Linked DNA regions of Danio rerio: region 1 is linked to region 2. A link is a contact called in public Hi-C data. All regions are on one chromosome and are shown on one strand. The core of a region is the stretch at or near the end of the contact, and the rest is flanking DNA. Distances in the headings are between cores, read along the strand shown.

Region 1 (7,073 bases), core at 1,466-3,965, 78 kb after region 2:
TTGTGTAATTATCAGTAATCACAGCTTAATTGAGATAATTAGGCTGAAGAAAAGGCTGTATGCTTGAGGGATTGGGCTGGAGGCGGCTCTTAATGGATATTGTGGGTGATACTCTTTGGGGAGGTGGTAAATTTCACTCTATTGATTGTGGGGCTGTGGTCGTAAAAACAACAGCCCTCCCCTCACCCTACACACACACACACACCACACAAACAACCACACGGTGAGTCTGGATAACAGGACAGCAGAAGTGTTGTTTTAAGTTTAGGCTTGACACATTCTCAACACTTTGCAGGCAGGCGACAAGCTCTTGTTGTTGAAGTGGCACTAAAATCAGTGTGGTGCCATATTAAATGTGCCGTTTCACCTGATAATAGTCACAGTAATTAGCTTGCTATAAACGTATTAAGAGTATTACTATTGTTCTCCGGCTTGGGTTTTTAAACTGTTGCTCTTCCTAAATAGGTGGCATGAATAAGGACACTGCTCTTTAGTGCCTCTTGTGGTTATGCTTAGAATAAACTGTAATACAGTTGAAGTCCGAATGATTAGCCCCCCTGTTTATTTTCCCCCCAATTTCTGTTTTAAGGAGAGCAGATTTTTTTTTTTTTTTGAGCAAATTTCTAAACATAATGCTTTAAAAAATCATTTATTTTATCTTTGCCCTGATCTAAATAAATAATATTTTACTAGATATTTTGCTAGATTTACTAGGGGGGTAATAATTCTGACCTTAATTGTATATATATTTTTTACAATTCAGGTTTATTACTGTATATGCAAGCATATACTCATTACACAATAAAATTGTCCTTGTTTTATTATAACAACAAATGATAATAAACCTAAACCTAACATTAACCCTGATGCTATTAACCATATAGTACATAACTGTAGTTGATTGACTCTTTTTTTTTTAACTCCAAGAAACTGTATAATACAACTTAAATACAGTAAAAGAGAACAGTTATTTTACACAATACTCACATTAGATAAACAGAAAATCTGTTTAAAAATATATTATTGCAATAAAAAAATAATTCAAGTAGCATGAAAGATCTAATATTTACTCAAAGACACACATTTCTTTTTATCAATTAATCTAAGTGATTTAATTAAAAGTTGTATTTTACATAATTAAAAAAAAAGATTTTTCAAGGTACCTCTGTTTGTGAAGTAAAATTTCCAAACAAGTATAAGAAAGTTCACAGTGGCTTCTTACAACTTGTTTTGATTTTTGAAATAACAAATAACGTCCTTTAGTTGCAAATTACCACTTGTCTTAAATCCACTTCAATCACTCCAAAACGATAATACTTTGCATAAAACAAACCAGTGACGAATGTCTTCACATTCATTCTAACAACTGTAATATAATTATTAAAATAATCAATAGAATGAATTACATGGTTCACAGGTTTATTAGAAAATGTAAAAAAAACAACAACAACAGATTAGTTTAACTGTTTTTAATCTACTTTATTATAATTATTTAGATAGAGATACAAATTATACCAAATTAAATTTGTTATAAAAAAAAACATTTTTACAACAAAATTAGGCTACATAAAATGTTTAGAAATTTATGTTGTTTCCTGTTGCTATTTTTGGCTTTTAATTTTTGTTTATTTTTTCAGTCTGATCAGGTAACAATCCAAAGTAGTTCAAAAATTCACTTTGAGTCATTCTTTTTAAGAGATTGTCGCGGTTGTCGCAGCTGCTAAATCATATTAACAGGAACAGAAATTAACCAGTTCAGATGTGCATTCGAGCTGAAGCGTTAGAAAGCATGCAATAGGCTATAATAAAAGGCTCGAATTCACAGTTTTGCAACCTTTTAAGGGCTCCACAGAATAACACAATAAAATGGTCTATTTTTGCACAACTATGTGAGCATTTTAGTCACTTTTCCACATGCAACATTATTTATTGTAGGTTAGGGTTGCACTGTTTACCGGTACTATGATGTACTATGAAAACACTGCCGGTGATACTTTAGTTTGTAAATGTTAGTATCGTCATTTATGGTTTCCGCTACATTCGTTCGTCCATGCACCACACCAAATTTCATCCCGCCATGGCTACATTACAGCTACTCATTTAAAAGATTTAGTTGTTGTTGTTGTTTTTTTTTAATAGCTGGTTATAACTGCACCAAAACATATTAAAAGGTAAGTGAATTATAACAGAACAAACTTTTCTGTAACCGTAGTAGCGCTGTGCGTTATTTGTTTAACCCTTTATGGTGAGATGTTGACTGACTGACAGGTGCATGAGGCTAGCAATCATGACGGCTTTTTGTTAAGATGAACAGTTTCTATAGTTGTTCTTTATAGATAAAGGTCTGTAGTTCTGCATGACCATTATTTTTCACTCTTTTGTTCTATAAATGTAATTACTAGCTTGTAAAATAGTCCAGTGGCTTCAATAAAGATGTTTCATAAACCCTGTGTAAGTGTAAGCACAGTCATATGAAGACTTGAAATCATATGCAGCGTGTTCTCTGTTCTCCCTGTGAAATGTATGTAAACAACTGAATGTGTTAGTTTCAGTAACAGTCCTGCGACTGAAATCACTTTGACTGGAAACTTGTAGTGTAGAGTTCCTCCTTTTTCTGCTTGACTTTGGTGAGTTTTTCGCGAGGTAAAGCGAGGGAGGGCTGGTGAATCGGGGTCATTAGTTCATTCGGCTGGGTCTGCTGCATTCCTGAGCTCAGAGAGGGGGAGAAACCAGAGCTGGAATGTGACTCACAGAGAGAGGAGAGAGAAGAGGGACCCTGAAGGGGCAAGAGAGAACACGAAAAAAAAAACACCGCTTGCCAAGGCGAAGAGAAAAAACTTTTCAGAAAGGAGCGAAAGGGGGGGAGCGGAGGCCAGCGTGATTGGGGGAGGGTGAAATGTGTTATCAGTTAAAGGGAGGATTGGAAATACAGCTTTGATTTCTGCGGGGATGGTACAGACAGAACATCCACACACACAACACACACAACAAATGGCCCTTTATTTGCACCGTTTGTGGTCGAAAGTTCGCAAACAAAACAAAACTCGATGCACTGCTGGAGTCTGTGCTTTCACAGGAGTGTTCAGAGCTGAATCATTGAGTCAGGAGAGATTTTCTTTTGAGAAAGATGCCCTCTGTTGAGTAATCCTAAGAGTTGACTCATTGATTTTAATCCAGAAGACTGACTTTTCTTTTCTTTTCTTGAGTCAAGTTCATCAAGTAAAGAAATCATTTCACTGAATGAGACCTCAATACAATACAAAAAGATTTTTACAAAACAAGTAAAAGAGGTTTGGATGATTCATCCGCTTTATTTATTTATTTTTTTGCAAAATAGAAATGTAGAAGCCGAGACATGTTGCAAAGTATCCCAAACAAAGTTTTTGTTTGTCTTTTTAAACACAAGGATGATTGAATTTACTTTTTTTTAGGTCCACTGTAAAACCCAACAGTCAACTTTATCAAATGAAATGAGTGTAGTTCACTCAAAATTGACTGTAAGGTAATTACATTACATACATTACATGGAGTAAGTTCACATATAGATTAGTAGTTTTTTTTTACTTAAATGGTTTGTAGCAAACGGTTTCCTTAAACAGTTTGAGTTACCTTAGCTTTGTGGATTTTATAGTGTAGCTGTCCCTTTTAATTTGTAAAAACTATATCCAGCTTTTAGAGAGAGGGGAAAGAGTTCTTGTGTGCATGTATGTGTGTGTGAGCTCTCACAAAGAAGAACTCTGTTTCTTGCTATAAACATGTAGTTGTTTTTAAACACACACACACACACACACACACACATATATATATATATATATATATATATATATATATATATATATATATATATATATATATATATATTTATATTTATATATATATATATATATATATATTTATATATATATATATATATTTATATATATATATATATATATATATATATATATATATATATATATATATATATATATATATAATAAAATAAATGCTGCCTTGAAAAGATTAATTTTCTTTAAAAGAAAACTACAATCAATTTAGCTTTGGACCTGTGGGGAAAACCAGAGCACCCAAAGGAAACCCACACAAACACAGTTAGAACGTGCAAACTCCACACAGAAACGCCAACTGACCCAGCCAAGGCTCGAACCAGCAACCTTCTTGCTGTGAGGCGAACATGCTACCCACTGCATCACCGTGACGCCCAAGAGAGAATAATTCTCTCATTTAAAATAAGTTAAAATTAAATAACTGTAACTAAATACACTTGATGTGTTAATTCAAAATGCAATTAAAATGAATAAAAACTATAGCCACTTAAATAAAATGCAAAACTATTGCATCTACATCTGTGATGTAAAATAATGCAAATTTATTAATAATAATAACATTATAGAAACTAAAGAGATGTCAACTGTTTGCAATTCGTTTTCTCTGTTTTATATTATTGATAAGTATTTAGTAACTACAATAGTGTATCAATCTTACAAAAACTGCTCTGTAATACTTCTGTTTTTAACTATATTTATTTTACACACATTTCTAAGTGCCATTACTCATAAGTAGGCCCACATGGAATTTGCGTGCAGATTTTTATAATTGAGTCGATGTATTTACTTAAGTAAATGTGTGTCAATTCATATTTGTTCAGTTTTTAAATTCATTTCACTAATATTAGTGTGGTATATAATAATCAAAATAATAATAATAATAATATGAAAATGTTCATATGATTTATTTACTATACAGTTTGTAAAGTAATGTGTTCTGTCTTTTAGTTGAGATATTATATGAGACTTGCTTTGTTTTCCAAATAAGTGGATCTAGATAGATTTGCATCATAAAGATTAAATAAAAGTTACAAATGTATTATTTTTTATTGTATAAATTAAGTTTGTAGTTATGATACTCCTAAAACCATTCAGCATTAATCCACAGATTTTTTCCCCCCAAAATTCTCATCAAAAATATCTGCAGATTCAAATAAATTCTATATTTACCTATAAAAAGTGTCTGTAAATGTTGTATAATGTGGCATTTCCCTTTGTACATCAACCTCTCATATGTCTCTCTGTGTGAAAGTGCTCTAGAGCAACCACAAACCCTCTTCGGTGGGTGTCATGTATTTCCACACATAATCGCTCTCACGCTTTGGCCTCAGTCACCGGGCAGCTCTGCGTCTGCATATGTATGTGAGTGTGGAGCGAGTGCTCGTATAGGTGTGAGCGATGGGCCTGAATCAGGAAGATGACAGAGGTCTTGCTTTAATTCAGTGCCAGAGAACTGTGTACTTATGGCTGCTGGTGCTTGTAGTGACAGCACATGCTCTCCTATTATTGGACCTGTGCCTTACACTCTGGCCTGCCAATGAGGTGCCATGCTGCCCTCTGCTGGCTCACAGGGGATTTGCATACTTTTTTTTTGAGGTAGGGGGAAACTAGGGGCAACTGGAACACTGTTATACGTTTTCCTTTTTCCCCCCTGATGTTTGTTTTTCTTTTCTATAATATCTTACTTTTTTTTTTTTTATAAAAAAGATTTTCCTTAAATTGTTTTTGTTGCAATGAATCTTTTCAACCATGATAACTGTAAGAGTTAAAGCAGCCTTTCTTTTAAACAAAATACAAATATTGGTGCACTAATTAATAATACAACTGATATATTTACGCTAACGAGGACTGTAAGACTCTAACATTAAATGATATGTGGAAAATAACTGATGTAATGGGGTATATGCAACCAGACTTTTAATTTCAGTCAGGCAGCCCCTGGGCTTCTGGTTAATTGTCATCCCATACAAAAACGCAGTGTTTAAGATCTGATTTCTAAAAAAAAAAACACAAAAAAAACGCAATCTTCACTGCCTGAATGAGATGCGATATAAAGTGGGTATCAGGCCAAACAAGAAACCCTGTACTTAATTTCATTGCTCTGACCGTCATGTCTTTAAAATATTGAAATTAATTTTACCCCAGTATTTTTTATGAATATTCTGCACTAGCCTGCTGCTAATGACGGCACCTGCATTAAAAACGGTCTTTCGTCTCTTTTTGCGTTTTAACAACCAATTGGATGTGGTACATTACAACATCGATGCTGTAAAAGGAACCGTATGAAATTGAAAATATTCACATTAAGCTTTCACCAGAAGTTCATCATGGGCTGAAAAACACTAGCCGTGCATATAGCCCATAACCCTCTTGGTAAATTGTAACACTAAAAAAGTAGCCCACCCATCTTAAAATAAAATAAAATCTTACATCAAAGTAAACACTTTATTACAGTAGTATTTATTGTTGCTTGAAAGTGTTTTTGTAAATGTTTCCAATTTCAGTTGTCATTAATCTAATTTTATTTTTTGCAGAAACCAAGTCAACTATTCTAGTGGTCTCTAGTTATATATATATATTGTCATTATTTTCATTGTATTTGATTTGTTTTGTTTGTATTTATCTTTTACTTGGGATTTAACGATTCACCGTGAGCCGGTTGAAAATCGTTTAAAAAATGTAACTATTCAAATCAGTAGAAATGTTAAACGACTTGCGATGCATGTTTTGAACAAGGGGCGCTGTGTTTACAGGCACAAACTTGCTTTACATGTATATAAGCGGCGGGCGAGAGGTGGGATGGCAGACTACAGCCGTGAAGGTCGCCAGACAAAAACACAAACTATGTGCAAATAATGCAAAACGGCGTTTACTTACACTAACAGATCAATAAATATGATGCACATAAACCTTCAGAATCTATATTCAAAAAAACTATTAATAAGTCATTGACCTCCTGTACACCCTGCTCTCTGGTTTAGGAAAGGCTTACCTCTTTGCAGTCACACCAGCCATCTCCGTCCCTAGTCAAAGAGTTTTTCATCTGCAGGGGACACGTACAGTTGAAGTCAGAATTATTAGCCCCCTTCGATTTATTATTATTATTTTTTTCTTCTTTTTTTAAATATTTCCCAAAGGATGTTTAACAGAGCAAGGAAATTTTCACAGTATGTCTGATCATATTTTTTCTCCTGGAGAAAGTCTTATTTTATGTCGGCTAGAATAAAAGCAGTTTTTAATTTTTTA
Region 2 (6,667 bases), core at 2,426-4,925:
TCTTCTTTTTCATCATCTGCTCCTTCTTCTCCACCACAATCTCATTCTGCATTATCTCCTTCTCTTCCTTTTTCTCCACCACCTTCTCCTCCCCACTTTTCTCCTCCTCCTCCTCATTTGTCTTTTCTTGCTTTGTGTTATCTTTCTCTTTGTCCACCACCTCCTCCTCTTCCATCACCTCCTCTTTCTTCTCCACCACTTCCTCCTGCATTATCTCCTTCACTTCTTCCTCTTCCACAATCATCTTTTCGTAGATCTCATGTTCAGAATCTGTTAAGACAAATGATTGCAGTTTGCACATAGTACAAAGTCATTTTCAAGGAGACGTTAAACTCCAGATAAAGGGGAGTAAAAATACAGTTTATTAATGAGATTATACACTAGAAAATATTGAGATGCAAAAACCATCATTTACCATCAGATGAGGAAAGTGTGAACGGCTCATTACGAGGACAGAAGCAGAACCATCGTAGAGCAGCTCTGATGAAAGAAGCAACCTTGCTCTTCTTTCTCTTCTTTCTCTTTTCTTTCACTTTCTCCTTCTCATCTGTTAAAAGAGAAATGATTGCACATCTTTACACACTTGTTGAGAAAAATTTAAAACGAACATTCACCAAAAACAAAAACCCCAATATATAACCATTTTAAAAAGTTATTGTAGCTAAACCAAGGTTACCACAAGTTTGCCATGGATTTGCTACACTTTTGTATTTTATTATTATTTATTGTATTGACTATAATATTTTATTATTTTCATGTTATATAAAACTGCCTACACAAATGATCAATGCACCAAACGATATAAAAACTACATGTTCAGTGCACTTTTTTAAAATAGAAAACTGAATACTGGGGTATATTGCACAGCTAGAGTTTTTCAGCCAACATTAAATTTCGGATTAAAGGTTTCTGTGATTATTTAACATTTTATAAACATCGTGATGTAAATAAATTACAATCAGTTAAATTAACCTAAGCATTCGTTTAGTTGTTCAAGCATAAAACGAGACGATAGTCTATTGTATGGAACCGCTAGCACCGTCAGTACCAGCAGGCTAGCGCAGAAACTCTTAAAATTTAAAATACTGAGCTAAAATAAATTTTCATGTTTATTTTAAATGTAATTTAATGCAGTGATTCTTGTCCGGTCTGAGACCCACTTTATATCAAATATATATTAGTCAGTGAAGATCACATATTTTTAAAGAAAACAGATCTTAAATGTGGTGATTTTGTAATGGAAAGACAGTTAAACGAAAGCCATCGGGCTGTCGGCTGAAAATGAAAAGTCTGTGTGCATATCTCATTTTACTAAAGGATTTTAGACTAAAGTTGTATCAGAAAAGCTGAAAATGAAATACATTATCATTTTACCCAAAATGTTGCATTAAGATGCACGTGAATGCAATGCTAGCCAGCAGTTTAACCAGCTGTCTATTATCCTGTACAAACATTATTTTTAATAGTAAGTATATTATTATGTCAGGAAAACACTGGATATTGGATAGCACAATGTAAATAAGACTCACTATTAGTGCCATTTCTTGGCCTTTCTTTGAGCTGCTTCACTTTTCTTTGGCTCTGGGAGATCTTGCAGGCTTTGGGAACTTCGTCTTCCTCCATTTTAGCAGCTGATGTTGTGGGGAGATCAGAAATCTGTTCAACCATCATATAATTCGGTACAGGGTTTCAGTCTTTCACCTGTAACCACTCAAAAACTTGGGGTTTGCTAGCTGGAATAGGATGAGGATTTCGGTCTTGCACCGTGAATCACTCAAACGAAAGATGTTCAATGGCTGAGACGGTCTCAAAACTCTCGGAACGCAAGTTTTTTAACACTTAACAGCCAAAAACACACCTGTACTACTCCACTTCAACAAACTCACAAGATATTCTCCGATGATGCAGGGCTTCAAGTACACTTTTGGAATGCGTTCTATTCTCAGAACATGTCACTATGGTAACAAGACATAAGACTAAGAAATGTTTTCTTTTAAACTCAAATGACTGCAAATGTGCAAATGACATAAAATAAATGAAAAAATAGCTAAATAAATTGATCTAAGGGACAAAAGCTGTCTTAAATAGATAATCAGTTAGAAATTGCTGTAACTGTAGACAAAGAAGCACAACAAATGAAACCTGAGAGTTTTTTGTGAAACTCAAACAACAAAACTGACATATATTGACTGAAATAATATCTAATAAATGAATTTAAAGTATTCCGCTTCAATGTGATCCATCCAGCTAGACATGCCGCAAATATACATGCCATTTCCATAAGAAATAAATAATATAGTCATTAGTGTAGGAGTGCAACATCAACTCGCAGAAAAACAAAAATCAAAACTAAATGTAAATAATTACCTTTGAACAGAAAATATAGTTTAACAAATGAAAATCAAGAAAATAATTCAGAATCAGGCCGTAAGAGGCAGAACAAATGTGTGCAAAAGCGCAGGCAACATATATTCAAAATGTGAATCAAAAATAGTTGAGTTGGTAACACTGAGTGATCAAAAAATGAAATACAAAATAACTTCATTTGCTAAAGTATAGCCAGAATGATTTTTTAATCTGCAGATAATGCTAAACATGCTAAACTTTTAGGAATAGTGTATTATTGTTATAATTGATCATTTTTATATCCCTTTACATAATCTTCCATTTACAATCAAATTATTTACATAAGAAAGTGTGAGTGGACAACATAAAGTTTATAAATAGGCATGAAACTTAAGGGTTTATAACAGAAGCGCATTAGAATAAGAGTTATACTCAATCAATTTGGACCAAATCCAAACAATATATATTTTTGCATTTTTTGTGTTGTTTTCTTCATAATAAATATACTTTTAACAATGTTAAACTTGTAATTAAAAAAGAGGCTTGTTGAAAAAAATCTACACAACTATTCAATTCAATTCAGCTTTATTTGTATAACGCTTTTACAATGTAGATTGTGTCAAAGCAGCTTCACATAAATGGTCATAGTAACTGGATAAGATGCAAACTAGAGTTTTCTAGTTTTGACACATTAAAATATGTGGTAAAGAAATAACTACATGTGTTCCTTTTTCAATTTCATTGGTCTAACCAGGCCATTAACCGAAAACCATTAGTGTTTAGACATGTATGATCTAAAATCTCATTCATAATGGTCTTAAAATTACCTTAAAATGTCTTAAATTTGACTTGATGAAACCTGCAGAAACGCTGAAATAATGAGGGCTTTTGTTATGGTGCAGACAGAGAAAGGTAACTTTTTACTACAATAAAATCACATTAAATACATTTCCTTATTGAAATCATTATTAATTTTAAATGAATTCAAATCAAAAGAGCTAGTCAAAGCTGTTAAGTATTGCCAAAGTATTGCAGAATACATAAACAATGAGTACAATCTTAAAGTGATTTTGTAATACATATATAGAATATATACCTACACACACTTAGTTTTAATAAGTACGCAAATAAGAAAAACTGATATGATTATTAAAAGATAATGGAAAAAAATATTAAGAATAATAAATAAAAATACAATACACAATGGTTTATTTATTCAGATGGTTTGTAGTAATACCATCCATATATATATATGTGTGTGTCTGTGTGTGTGTGTGTGTGTGTGTGTGTGTGTGTGTGTGTGTGTGTGTGTGTGTGTGTGTGTGTGTGTGTGTGTGTGTGTGTGTGTGTGTGTGTGTGTGTGTGTGTGTGTGTGTGTGTGTGTGTATTGTGTTTTTTGCATCATATAAGTATTTTGACTTTAATAATGGGAATAAAATAAACTTTAAACAAACCTTAGATGGAAATAATGAAAAAAGCAAAATGATAATTAGAGGGAAAAACATAAATCCAAAATTATTTAGTCACATAATACAGTATATATTCACTGGCCACTTTATTAGGTACACCTTAATTCGCCTTCCGAACTGCCTTAATTCTTCGCGGCATAGATTCAACAAGGTACTGGAAATATTCCTTAGAGATTTTGGTCCATATTGACATGATAGAATCACTAAGTTGCTGCAGATTTGTCAGCTGCACATCCATGATGTGAATCTCCCTTTCCATCATATCCCAAAGGTCCACTATTGGAGGCCATTTGAGTACAGTAAACTCATTGTCATGTTCAGGAAACCAGTCTGAGGCATTGACATAATGCTCAATTGGTACTAGTTGGTTCAAATTGGCACAATAGAATAAAAACAGTTATACTAGGAATTAGTATTCAGATACTTTTTTTTCTATGTGAATATATTTGAAAATCGATTAGATTCCTGTGATTTAGTTGTTCAGAATTTTTTGTTTGTTTGTTTAGAAAAACTTCTCAAGCACACATTATATGATTTGCCATTTTAAAGACGTTTCTAATGTTACAAAAGATTTTATTTTAAATGAATGCTGCTGAAATTGATTTTTGTGTACAGAGTGTTAAAAGTAAAATGTATGAACTGCATAAAATTTTAGATTTGATCATATATTAACAAAATAAATCTAATGTATGTATTAATTGGTTTTTAAAGGTTCAAAGGTTTTAAATTATGAATAATAAATGTAGCAGGACATTAAATATATATATATATATATATATATATATATATATATATATATATATATATATATATATATATATATAAAAGAGAGAGAGAGAGAGAATAAAAATAAGTGTGTCCTTCTAGCGGCCCAATACATTAATGCTTGTCACAAAAAGAGAGAGCAGACCAAAAAAACATCAGTGATGCGCCGGCAGAAACACACACACACCTAGGTGATTATAAATTAATCATTGTAAATATACTGATTATTATTGTTTTTATTACTGTTTTATCCTAAAATGTTGATTGTTAAATGTAGTTTATTCTGATCTATGTTTGTATTGATTTTTATGAAAAATATGATATGTTGAATAATAATATAATATATTGAATATTAATGTGATATATTAAATAATATGCTGTATTGTTAATATTTTATTTAATTATTATATATAAATATCATCTTTTTTTACTACTACTATTTTTTACTATTTAATTTTTATATGTATGTTACTTTTTATGTAAACTTTATAACTGCTTTGGCAATACATTTGTAACATTTGTCATGCCAATAAAGCAATTATTGAATTGAATTGATTAGAATAAACTTTTAAACTTTTAGATATTTTTTTAAATATTAAAGACTACCAAATAGAATAGAAATTGGATTGTTGATTGTAAAAAAAAGAACTTTTTACAGTTTCTAAGAATGAATATGAATAAAATACTGTTTACCTGTCATCACTTTTCACCTTCAGCTTACAAACCTGTTTGAGTTTGTTTCTTTTGTTGAACTCACAACAGGATAATTTGAATATGGAGAAAAGCAGCAGCCATTAACTTCCATAGTATTTTGTATTACTACTATGGAGGTCAATGGCTGTATTTTTCCAACATTCTATGTATCTTCTTGTTTTGTGCTCAACAGAAGAAATATGTTCATAAAATCTTGTGTAAATGGTTAGTAAATTTTTTATTTTTGCGTGAACTGTCCCTTTAACTGTTTTAATTTCATGTGTATGATCTAGGCCTCAGAAGGCTCTCATGGAGTCAAACGCCCTCATGATAGCAACCACGTCTCTGGTCCTCCTCAGAAGTCTCCCTGCACTTCTCCTGCTCCAGCAGCAATGCAGCGTTTAGAAGACGACGAGCAGCCCGAGAACAAGGTTGAAGAGGAAAGTGTAAGTGTTCCTGCTGCCGAACAAAACCCTCGTTCTCGGCGGAAGTCCTTGAGGAGATCATCCAGAGGCCGGCGCTCTCTACCGGCCTTCAGCAGCTCCTCTCAGCGTGAGTCCTGCATCACAGAGCCTTTTACAGGACGTTCTGCTGGAGTCATTTCTGATTGTTGATGTTCTCTTTTAGCTCTGTGTGAAACCATCAGTCTGTCTTTACCTGATGATGAGAGACTGGAGATGCTCATGAAAGCTGCGATGCAGGTCTTTACAATGCAGTTTTTGTATTACTTTTTGGTCCTTGATGAGTTTGACTTTTTACCTTTTCGTCTTTGCGGATTGTTTTCTAGAGGACGGTGCAGAGGGTCAAAAGCAGTCTGTACACCATCCCTGGTGTTGATACAGAGACTCTTCAGACTCAAGGTAAGTAAAGTCAGGGTTTTTAAGTGTTCTGTCTGGATCAATGGTAATGAAAGTATGATCAGTCCTCAGTGTTACATTTTCATGACTTTTTTTGGTAGGAAATTCATTAAAAAATAACAGCTTTTTAAAAAACATTTAAGAGACAACTTCAAAGTTATTATTGTGTATCTGGATTTGGCTTTAATAGGTACACTGAGTGAAATGTCCATTTGTTAGTTTTTTAAACTACTGATAATGTGTTTTAAAATTTTCAATCAAGAGTTATCATTTAGATCATTTATTTATGAAAATAGATCAATATAAAATATTCACTTTTCAGAGCTTAAAACCATTTTATTTATTATTGTTGTTCTTTATTGGGATGGCAGAGTGTTTAGACAGGAAGTAGCATGGAGCCAGATCAGTTTCAAAACTAATACATTTACAAAGAAGTTTTACACATCCACAACACAATTCACTTTTACAAAATCCAATTTGTAAGTTCAAAACACAATTTGTAAATCCACAAGTCCAATTTGTAAATTTAAAACAATT

What was found. Hi-C and Micro-C count contacts between places; a contact is called where the count stands out from the background.
Region 1: a contact with region 2 is called in a Hi-C map of embryo, with 2.8 times the contacts expected there. The contact joins the enhancer-like site here to the promoter of LOC137489850 in region 2. A contact is called at or near these places in 6 of 18 Hi-C or Micro-C datasets (caudal fin, embryo, gastrula embryo and 1 more) and 1 of 4 datasets of contacts at active chromatin or transcription factors (caudal fin).

What each region holds. Positions count from the first base shown.
Region 1 is chr3:55,576,911-55,583,983 of GRCz12tu, forward strand. All of the region lies in intron 2 of pbx4 (pre-B-cell leukemia transcription factor 4), which reads left to right. Among named protein-coding and RNA genes, the nearest start is that of pbx4, 44 kb to the left of the region's middle. Within about 2 kb of position 2,716, at least 45 of the 62 cell types and tissues checked have an H3K27ac peak or open chromatin away from gene starts, as enhancers often do. A contact at or near this core is called in caudal fin, where this site is marked.
Region 2 is chr3:55,497,615-55,504,281 of GRCz12tu, forward strand. It overlaps LOC137489850, which reads right to left and starts at 3,676. Exons shown (of 4, transcript XM_073945057.1): 1 at 1,530-3,676; 2 at 416-547; 3 at 200-270. The coding sequence starts at 1,671. It overlaps dsn1 (DSN1 component of MIS12 kinetochore complex), which reads left to right. Exons shown (of 11, transcript NM_001386492.1): 3 at 5,567-5,825; 4 at 5,901-5,974; 5 at 6,061-6,133.